Regions from separate parts of the Sus scrofa genome. Here regions 2 and 3 are each linked to region 1. The links are chromatin contacts, called in public Hi-C and HiChIP or PLAC-seq maps. All regions are on one chromosome and are shown on one strand. The core of a region is the stretch at or near the end of the contact, and the rest is flanking DNA. Distances in the headings are between cores, read along the strand shown. Region 1 holds the start of MFSD6L (major facilitator superfamily domain-containing protein 6-like). Region 2 holds the start of NDEL1 (nudE nuclear distribution E homolog (A. nidulans)-like 1). Region 3 has its middle 3.7 kb from the start of RNF222.

Region 1 (3,095 bases), core at 482-2,981:
TCCAAGAGAGGCAGGCCCGCGAGTAAGAGCACACTACCCCGCCGGCCCCCAGACAGTCACACCAACCGCCGGACCAATGCCCAGTCCCCCTGGGCGGCTTCCAGCCGGTCCTAGAAGCCAGCAGGTGCCTAGAGCGAGGGCAGCGGGCCGCGGGGGTGTGATGGAGCAAGGCCCGAACAAAGCCCGGGCAGGCCCTGGCCAAGCTGCACCAAAGCCCAGCTCCTCGCACCCAGCTTCATCCTTTGTGGATTTCTCATTTCCTGCCTCTCCCGCTGTCTTCTCCCACTCAGGCTCCCTGCCCGGCCCTTAAAGCCAAGGTGAGAGCTGCTGTCCTGGCCAGGGCCCGGCGGCCTGGGGGACACAGGAAGCAGGCAGGGGCCGCCATCCCTCCTCCCTCAGGCCACTGCCCACCTTACCTGCTCCCAGGCGGCCATCTCTTCTGGCTGAGACAGAAATGTCAGATTCAATAAATACACACTAAAGTGTTTCTGCCTTCATCTAATATCATCCATACTTGCATTTTAGTAGAGAGCAGAGGCATTCCTCAGTCCAACTGCATGAAACTGCTTAGGCCAGGTAAAATCTTCAAGAAATATTTACTGGTGTGTTCTGTCCACCTGCCCAGCCCTCTTGGTCACTTGAGGGCCTCCTGACCAGCTCTGTCCCAAACGGAGGTGGGAATGCAGGTTAGTTTCAGAAGAGCCAGAGATTAAAATGCGGGAGTTCCCCTTGTGGCTCAGTGGGTTAAGAACCCAACTAGTATCCATGATGATGCAGGTTCAGTCCCTGGCCTCACTCAGTGGTTTAAAGATCTGGCATTGCTGTGAGCCATGGTGTAGGTTGTGGATGTGGCTTAGATCTGGTGTTGCTGTGGCTGTGGTCTAGGCCGGCAGCTGTAGCTCCAATTCGACCCCTAGCCTGGGAACCTCCATATGCCGCAGGGGTGGCCCTAAAAAGAATAAAAAAGAAAAAGGAAAGATACCAAATTTCTTGGTTTTTGAGTTCAGCCACTTACATCCGGGTATAAGCCCATCCCTGTCCCCTGGGCAGTCGCAGGGGATGGTGGCGGTGGGGTGGACAAGTCCCTTCCAAGTTCGGAGTGGCAGGATGAAGAGTTAGGCTCTTCACTTGTGGCTTCATTGCCCCGGGAGTCGGGGCAGGTCTCTGATCACATTCTCAGAGCCAGGGGACAGCGGAAGGCATGGAACCCACATCCTCATGGATGCTAGTCGGATTCGTTACCACCAGGCCATGCCGGGATCTCCAGATGACCAGGTTCTTGAAATAAACATTTGCAGAGTTTACCAGCTGACAGAGTTAGGGGAAAGCTCCTGGCCTCCTCCCCCAACAACCTCTCCATCAGCTCACACAAAAAAGCATGTTGTAGATCAAGTTTGGCTGCGCATTCAGACATGTGTTGGCAAGCAGCCCTTCTCCTCCCCCAGCCCCAGCCCCAGCCCCAGCCAGATGAGATGCTCCACACCAACCTGGCTGCAAAGTTCACTGAACACAGTTGGCTGGACCTTGGGCCGTCTTGGAGTAAAGGCTACCATTCCAAAGGGTTTAGACTGCTGGAATCTCTAGATTCTTCTTCTTTTTTTTAATGGCTGCACTGGCAGCATATGGAAGTTTCCAGGCTGGAGGTGGAAGCGGAGCTGCAGCTGCCAGCCTACATCACAGCCATAGCAACGCTGGATCCAAGCCACATCTGCGACCTACACGGCAGCGTGCGGCATCGAGGGATCCTTAACCCAGTGAGCGAGGTCAGGGATCCAACCTGCATCCTCGTGGACATTATGTTGGCTTCTTAACCTGTTGAGCCACAGCAGGAACTTCTGGGTTCCTATGCCCTGTTCACCAAGGGTGAAAACACCTCCGAATTTTTAGTAACAACCCATGCGACTTGGAGACCACCAGCTTCACCGGTGCAATTTTGCCAGTATCCCTTTGGCTCCTTAATGAATCCACTTCTGCTGATTTTCAGATTATTAACATGCTTGTATTCCCTGCCTCTGGAGGGTGGCTTTGGGATGTTAGCTAACCCGCTGTGGTCTGTGTGTACCCAAAATGGACAACTAAGCACTCTTCGGTGTCCCCTAAACAATCTAGTACATGCATAATGTTAGGGGGAGGCTGGGAGGACTGCTTGGCGGAGCTGCCACCTCAAGACTGACCTCAGTCCCTCTCTAGGGATCATCTGCCTTAAAGAAAACTGTGTCACCTAAGGTCATGCCTCTTCCAGAGGCAGCTCAGTTCCCATCAAACAGTTCTAGAGCCTGGGGACAAAAATAGCACTTTGATCCTGATGGCGGCAGGCAGTTAACAAGAGAGACCGTGAAACAGAAACCGGTAGTGTGTTTGACAGCAACGCGGTCCTAGGGAGAAAAATTAGCCGGGCAGGGGGCCCGGTGGGCTGGGGGTGCGAATCTGGGGAAGGGGCGGGATTTGTCAGTGAGGGTGGACACTGAGGGAAATGGGGTTTGGTTCTTGACCAGCGGGGCATGTGAGTGAAGATGTGAGGAATGTGAAAACGGGGCTAACGCCATGAACGCTATTCCCTCTCCCTCCCACCCAAGTTGAGGTCAGGGATCTAACCCAGCTTGGTGGGCAACGCCCGGCCCAGGGAGGGGGCGGCCTGGAGCGCCCCCTGCAGGCCACAGTCCGCGACCCTCGCGCACATCCGGCAGGTGCGGCCAGGAGGCCCGGGGACGTGGCAGGTGCGGCCCGCAGGTGCGCGGGCCCCGCCCCTAGGTGCGGAGTCCTCCGGGCGGGGCCACTTCCGGGCCGGTGGCCGGACGTGGGGGCGGGGGCGGCCGTTGACCCGGTGACCGCGGCGCCGCCGGAGGCTGGAGGCGCCCTGCGGCTCGGTCCCCGCTCGGAGCCCCCCTCCCGGGGACATGACGCCGCGCCCGCCCCGCGCCCCGCCGCGCCCTCCGCCCGCCCGGGTCTGACGGAGCCGGGCAGCCATGAGCGCCAACCCCCAATGGGACATCAGCAGGGCGCTGTGGGTGGCCAGGCTCTTCCACCTGGTGTGTGGGGTCCGGGATGCCTGCGTGACCCCGTTCCTGACCCTCTACCTGCGGCAGCTGGGCTTG
Region 2 (3,366 bases), core at 519-3,018, 310 kb after region 1:
ACATGAAAATAAAAATAAGTGTTGGAGAGATCATGAAAGCAACATCTAAGTTTTTACTGAGGTTTCTACTTATTTTAAGCATTCCTCACCCAATTTCAATTTATTTAATTAAAAAAACCTAAACAGGGAATTCCAGAGCAGTAGCGTAGTTAGATTTGGGGCTTTCACCTGTGGCCTGGGGTCAATCCCTGGTCTGGGAACTGAGATCCCACATCAAGCCACTGCACACCACAGCCAAAAACAAAAAATTTACGCCAAAACAGGAAAAAAAAAAAAAGCTTCATAAGATTTAGCAACTTCTATCTGAATCAGGTCAATGTGAAACCAGGGCTGGCCAAAGGGGGGATTTTGTTCCTTATGACATCTGATTTTAAACAACTTAATAAAAATTCAGAGGAAATATTTTAGTTCCCTTTTATTCTCTTCAACACGACTTAATGCTGCATTTTACCCCCCCAACTTCATGACTTAGCAAAGCCATTACCCTCTTTCATAAACAAATTAAAAGCAACACAACTTATCAGACAAAATAATTAGCCAACCGTGGACAAGTTTCAGCGTAGGATTTTTCTTAAAACTGAGCAGCAATCCTCATCCTAGGTGGGTCTGCTGAAAAAAATTTGAATAAATCTTCTACTAGCTTCTGGTATAGTTCTGGCAAGTCAAATTTACTATTTTGCTCTCCAGCTGAGAAGGATGTAAAAATCTCACGGAAAGAAACCACAACTCCAGGCAGGGAGACGCAAATTCTGAACCAAGAGAAGCCTCTCACTGGTTGGTGGAATCCACAGAATAAATCACCAAAACCCCCACCCGACCTGGTCTCAATTTCTCTATGGGTAGAATCACAGACAACCACTAACGAGGTGATGAGGTTCAAAGCCGAGATAACAAGGGTGTTCTCAAACGTGTAAAGGCGCCTAGAGAAACGTAATGAAATTATCCGTGAAGCACCCTCAATTCCCAGGCAAACCTTAAAAGGGTCACTTCGTTGCTTACCAGCTAAAAAACAAAGGCGAGTACAAGCAACCCGAACCCGTTTGGTGACACTTTCCTGAACTCCGAGAGGGGTAATTAGCAGTTCGGAGCTGGCAATCACAGGAATGCCACCGGAGCTCAAGGTGGGCAGCTTCCGCTCTCGCCCCCCGTGGGAGAGAAGCAACGAGAATTCAGAATCCAACCTGGCTCCGAACCACCCTCCAGATGAAGGGATGCGGGATGGGGGCTGGGGAGGGGGAGGGCTGGGCGCGCCGCTGCCACCTCCAGCGGAGCCACCCCTTGCGCGACCAGCTTCCCGGCCCACGGTGCCACGTCCCGGCCTCCGTCCCCGCCATCCCTCACCCCACCCCCGGATGCGGGCACATCCTCCGGAGGCCGCCCGGCTCGCTCCCTTCCAGGCGCCCCAGGTGGGCCACACCTCGGACCAGGGCGGGGAGGGGGCAGTTAGAGCGGTTGAAACAGTTGGCCCCGGACTGGCCGCCCCAGAACCCGGGCCCGGCCCAGCCCGGCGGGGGCTCGGACACAGCCCCCGGGGCTGGCAGGCTCCGCGGGGACAGGCCTCGGCGCCGTCGGCCGGGTCCGGCGCCCTCGGGAGCGGCCCCGCACGGCAGGCTCACCTCCAATGTGTCAAAAGCGCATGTTCGCCACCGCTCGACCGACGTCTCCGCTCCGCTGGCCTGGCCAGGCCCGCCCAGCCGCTCGGCTCCGCTCCCCGCCGCAGTCCTGAGCTCCACTCCGCGCACCTCCGCGCCCGGCTCCTCCCCGACACGTCAGAGGCTGCCTGGGTGTCCGAGGCCATTCTGTGACGCACGGGGGCGGGGCCCGAGCATGCGCACGAGCGCGCGGGCGGCTAGGGCGGGGCTGTGGCAGGGATGGCGTCACACGGGGCCGGGCCGGGCCGGCGCGCTGACGTCAGGCTGGCGGAGGCCTTCTGCGCAGGCGCCCCGGGCCCGCGCGGCGTGCCGTTTACGACTTTCGCGGGTCCCCGGAAAGACTCTGCGTTCCGGAAAGTGGCACTACCGTAGATGAGAACCCGCCTCCCAGTTTTCATCCACCAAACCCTACAAGTGTCTGTTTCGGGGTTCCCGTTTGAAAGAAGAATCTCGGCTCAGATCTCACATCCGAGTCCACCCCGACCACCCAATACCGTACCAGGTGTATTCTAGCACCGTCACACTCTCACACGGAGCTATGTCGGTTTAAGGGCACGTCCACTAGCTGAAATTTTATGCTACTTCTTGTCTTCCTCCAGTAAGATGTAAGTTCCATGAGAACCGGAACCTCATTCCTTGCTTATCCCAGCAGATAGCTTGGTCCCAGGGTGGGTGCTCAGATATTTGTTGAATGAGTGAATGGATTCATTGAGGGCACCAAGGGAATATAAATATATCCATGTATATGTACATATGTGCGTACGTGTTTTCATCCCTTCAGGGCCCCCAACTAATGGAATCCATATATATGTACATCCCCTAGGAGACTTGGAGAAGAAGACTTGGGGGTGTGGAGGGAGAAGGTGGGGAGAGACTGGCTCAGAAAGGAGAGAAATGAAGGGCAGCTGATTAGTGTGTGGAAACTTGGAGAAAGAGAAGTGTTTTAAAAGCAATTTTAGGAACTTTGGACGTTTCACGTACCCTGTAATTCTCTTATGTCAGTGCTCTTGGGACTGGATTTGTGGGGCTTTTGGACACAATGATGTGTTGGTACGAGCCTCAAGGCATGGACATAAAGGGGAACAGCACAAAATGGATTCTAAGAGATGTCCAGTGAAAATCTGAAAAGTGATTTGGGGTGTTAGAAAGTATGGAACTTTGAGTTAGACTCTGAAGGAGAGCAGGTTGAACAGTTTACTTTTGCTGTGCCCTTTGTATGTACTGGCAGGTGTGCCAAAGGCTTTGTCTGCATAATTCAATTCTCACAATAACCCCATGAGATAGGTACTGTTATTATTCCCATTTTACCAATGAGGAAACCGAGACTAAGCGAGATGAAGTTGCCCAATGTCACTCAACTAGAAAAAGGAGTTTTCGGAGTTCCCTTCGTGGCTCAGTGGTTGACGAATCCGACTAGGAACCATGAGGTTGCGGGTTCAATCCCCAGCCTTGCTCAGTGAGTTAAGGATCTGGCGTTGCCGTGAGCTGTGGTGTAGGTCACAGACACAGCTCAGATCCCGCGTCTCTGTGGCTCTGGCGTAGGCCAGTGGCTACAGCTCCAATTCGACCCCTAGCCTGGGAATCTCCATATGCCGTGGGAGCAGCCCTCAAAAGGCAAAAAGACAAAAAAGAAAAGAAAAAGGAGTTCTCACAGTTCAAACGCACCTAGTCTGGACTGTCTAACTCCAGAAACCATACTACTAACCACTCCTGT
Region 3 (3,372 bases), core at 222-2,721, 340 kb after region 1:
CTGGCTGTTTATTTTTAGGGTCAACAAAGGAAATAAGACAAAGATTTTGCAAAAAAAAAAACCCACACTGCAGAAGGTTTTTATGATAGGGGACAATAGGAAACAACTTAAATATCAATAGATCAATTAAATAAATGACTATATCCATTAAAAAATGAGGGTATAGGAGTTCCCGTCGTGGCGCAGTGGTTAACGAATCCGACTAAGAACCATGAGGTTGCGGGTTGGGTCCCTGCCCTTGCTCAGTGGGTTAACGATCTGGTGTTGCCGTGAGCTGTGGTGTAGGTCGCAGACGTGGCTCGGACCCTGCGTTACTGTGGCTCTGGTGCAGGCCAGCAGCTACAGCTCTGATTAGACCCCTAGCCTAGGAACCTCCATATGCCGGGGATCGGCCCAGGAAATGGCAAAAAGACAAAAAAAATAAAATAAAAAAAGAGAGTGTATAAAAGAATTCCCACTGTGGCAAAGTGGGACAGCAGCATCTCTGGAGCACTGGGACACAGGTTCAGTCCCCGAGGGCACAGTGGGTTAAGGATCCTGGGTTGCCACAGTGGCATAGGTCAAGGAACTCCATATGCCATGGGCCAGCAAAAAAAAAAAAAACGTGTAAAAGAAAATTTATTGAGGATCATGACATAACAACTGAAAAAAATCAGGTCCTAAAAGTACTTACTCAGTGTGATCCCACTTATTTTAAAATAATTACAAATTATAATTACATACATTATATAATATATAATTATTTTTAGTGTGTGTATATATATATGTACACACACAGGGGCTGGTAGAATAAATACGAAAATATTCATATTTTTATAATAGTTATCTGCAGAGGTGGTATAGAGCTTAAGCTTTTACTTTTTCACATATGCTCTTATGAAATTTCCACGTATTTTTCAACAGTAGTGCCATTTTTGTGGGCCCACATGCATACAGAATTTCCTGTGCCAGGGACTGAACCCGTGCCACAGCAGTGACCTGAGCCACAGTGGTGAAAATACCAAACCCCTAACCCCTTGGGCCACCAGGGAACTCCAGGAGAGCCATTTTTTATAATCAGAAAAAATATATACAGTGTATGTTCCTTTTTGCTTTTGACTCCTGACTCTGTCTCTGACCCTGGCCTTACCTGCCTCAAGAGGACTCTCGGCTGTCAGGGAGGCTGTCAGTACGGGGATGAAGAGTGAAGACGCAGAAAAGTCCCCCATCGAAGGCTCATTTCAAGCACTCTTCCTCCTGCAGCTGCCATCACCGCCGAGGGGTGGAGAGAGGTTTCCCTTCCACATTCCACCCGGGGAAGAAAGCCCTGGGCTTCCCACTTCTTCAGCTTCCCTCCCCCACCCGTCCCACGGCAGCTCTGCACCTGCAGTGGGGTATTTTATGAGGATGGTGGAGGGACTGGAAGCGGGAGCGCACGCGGAGGACCGGGCGAGTGGCAGGGACGCAGCCCACGCCCCTCCGCGGGGTTGGGGCATTACTCAGACTTCCTGCAGGCCCGGTGCCCCACCCCTGCCACCCTTGGCCTCCTCCCGCAGCCGGCACCCTCGGGTCCGCGGCCGTCCTCGCCAGTTCCACCCTCAAGCCCAAGCTATCGCCCCTTTTCTCAGAGTCCCTTTGGTGGAGCCCACTCAGTGGCCTTCCCGTCCAATGGGCTTTCAAGCACGGAAACCCAGTCTTAGCCTTGAAAAGGCCTGAAGCGGCCTCTTTCCCCTCCGGATCCCAAGCCTCTGTGGCTCCCCAGGTCGTCATCCCTCACCACACGTCTCAAATCTGCGAGTGCTAAGGTCCCCGCAAGCCACGGCGTCCCGTGGTACCCAAGAGAACCCATTTTTTTCACTCAACAGTATGTCATCATTTTGCTGTTTATTAAAAAATATAATTAGAACATTAGGCTTGTGGTTTCACAGTATGGATGCTCAGAATGAAGTGCGAGTAAATATTTATGTGTAAAATGTGGCTCCGTTTCCTTTTCTCTTTTTTTCCTGTTTAGGAAAAACATCCAGTACACAGTGGCACATGCGGTACTTTGATGCGGCAAAAATTATCGGGACAGAAAGCCACTAGATTAAGTAGTCCCCTGGGGATTCCTCCTTGAAAAGCCCCAGATTCCTCCACGAGTCCCTTCCTCTTCCCTTCCCATTCCCACCCCGCCCTCCCGCCCCCCGCCGCCCTTTCCCAGACTCACCTCCTGGAGAACCTGCCCAAGACCGTGCTTGTGCAAAAACAACATCCGTGTACAGTGGCTACGGCTCTAACCCGGGGGCCGGGTTCATCCTTCTGCCTCCAGCCAGACCCGAGATTCTCAGTCCATTATGACTCTGAAGAGGGAATTTTGGTGCACATTCCGAAGGTGTTTAGAATAAAGTGGAATGACCACATCGCCCAGACTTCACACACACACACACACACACACACACACACACACACACACACACAGGAGCTAGGCTTGAGAAGGTAGATGTGCTGATTTAACAGACACTGATCTCCTGAGCCCTGTTGATAGATACCAGGCCAGAGATGACTTAGGATCCCCTCCTTCAAGGTCTTAAAAGACAGAGATGCCAGTGGGGAGGTGATGAGGTTGAAAGGCATTCTAGCCAGAAGAAAAAAGAGGGGGGCATAAAAAAAAAAAAAATCACAGAGCCCTGGGAGTTCCCTTGTGGCTCAGTGGGTTAAGGATCCAGCATCGTCACAGCTGCTGGCTTACACCACGACCACAGCGACACCAGATCCGAGTCAGATCTGTGACTCACGCTGCAGCTTGAGATATCACCTTGCATTTCCTTGATGACTAATGACATGGAGCATCTTTTCATCATGTGTCTGTTGGCCACCGGCAATCTCTTTTTTTTTTTAAGCTTCACCTGTGGCTTATGGAAGCTCCTAGGCTAGGGGTTGAGTCGGAGCTGCAGCTGCCAGCCTACGTCACAGCCACAGCAACACCAGAGCCAAGCCACACCTGCAACCTACACCGCAGCTTGCAGCAACGCCAGATCCTTAACCCAATGAGCAAGGACAGGGATTGAACCTGCATCCTCATGGACACTGTGTCCAGTTCTTAACCCGCTGAGCCACCACAGAACTCCTTCTGCCCATTTTTTTTTAAATCAGGTTGTTTGTTTTTTGAAGTTGAAGTGTAGGGGCTGTTTATATGTGTTGGATATTAATCCTTTATTGGTCATATTATTTGCAAATATTTTCTCCCGTTCAGTAGGTTCAGGCACACCATGCATCCATTCTTTTAATCATCACAGTCCTATAGAGGAGGTAATGTCACCTCCATTTTTCAGATGAAGTAACAGAGGAACGAAGGGATGTGGGTTCGATCCCTGGCCTCGCTCAGTGGGTTAAGGATCCGGCGTTGCCGTGAGC

What was found. Hi-C and Micro-C count contacts between places; a contact is called where the count stands out from the background. HiChIP or PLAC-seq counts read pairs in DNA pulled down with a chosen protein or histone mark.
Region 2: an H3K27ac HiChIP or PLAC-seq map of alveolar macrophages shows a contact between it and region 1. The contact joins the promoter of NDEL1 here to the promoter of MFSD6L in region 1.
Region 3: a contact with region 1 is called in a Hi-C map of omental adipose tissue, with 2.0 times the contacts expected there. The contact joins the enhancer-like site here to the promoter of MFSD6L in region 1. A contact is called at or near these places in 10 of 47 Hi-C or Micro-C datasets (embryonic fibroblasts, fetal heart ventricle, fetal liver and 6 more) and 2 of 2 datasets of contacts at active chromatin or transcription factors (alveolar macrophages and skeletal muscle).

Annotation. Positions count from the first base shown.
Region 1 is chr12:53,908,401-53,911,495 of Sscrofa11.1, reverse strand. It overlaps MFSD6L (major facilitator superfamily domain-containing protein 6-like), which reads left to right and starts at 1,731. Exons shown (of 2, transcript XM_005674644.3): 1 at 1,731-3,095. The coding sequence starts at 2,967. PIK3R6 (phosphoinositide 3-kinase regulatory subunit 6) reads left to right here. Exons shown (of 21, transcript XM_021067869.1): 21 at 1-497.
Region 2 is chr12:53,600,235-53,603,600 of Sscrofa11.1, reverse strand. NDEL1 (nudE nuclear distribution E homolog (A. nidulans)-like 1) reads right to left here and starts at 1,768. Exons shown (of 9, transcript NM_001243862.1): 1 at 1,617-1,768.
Region 3 is chr12:53,568,695-53,572,066 of Sscrofa11.1, reverse strand. It overlaps a transcript of NDEL1 not described here. Among named protein-coding and RNA genes, the nearest start is that of RNF222, 3.7 kb to the right of the region's middle. Within about 2 kb of position 1,471, at least 7 of the 83 cell types and tissues checked have an H3K27ac peak or open chromatin away from gene starts, as enhancers often do. A contact at or near this core is called in alveolar macrophages, omental adipose tissue and retroperitoneal adipose tissue, where this site is marked.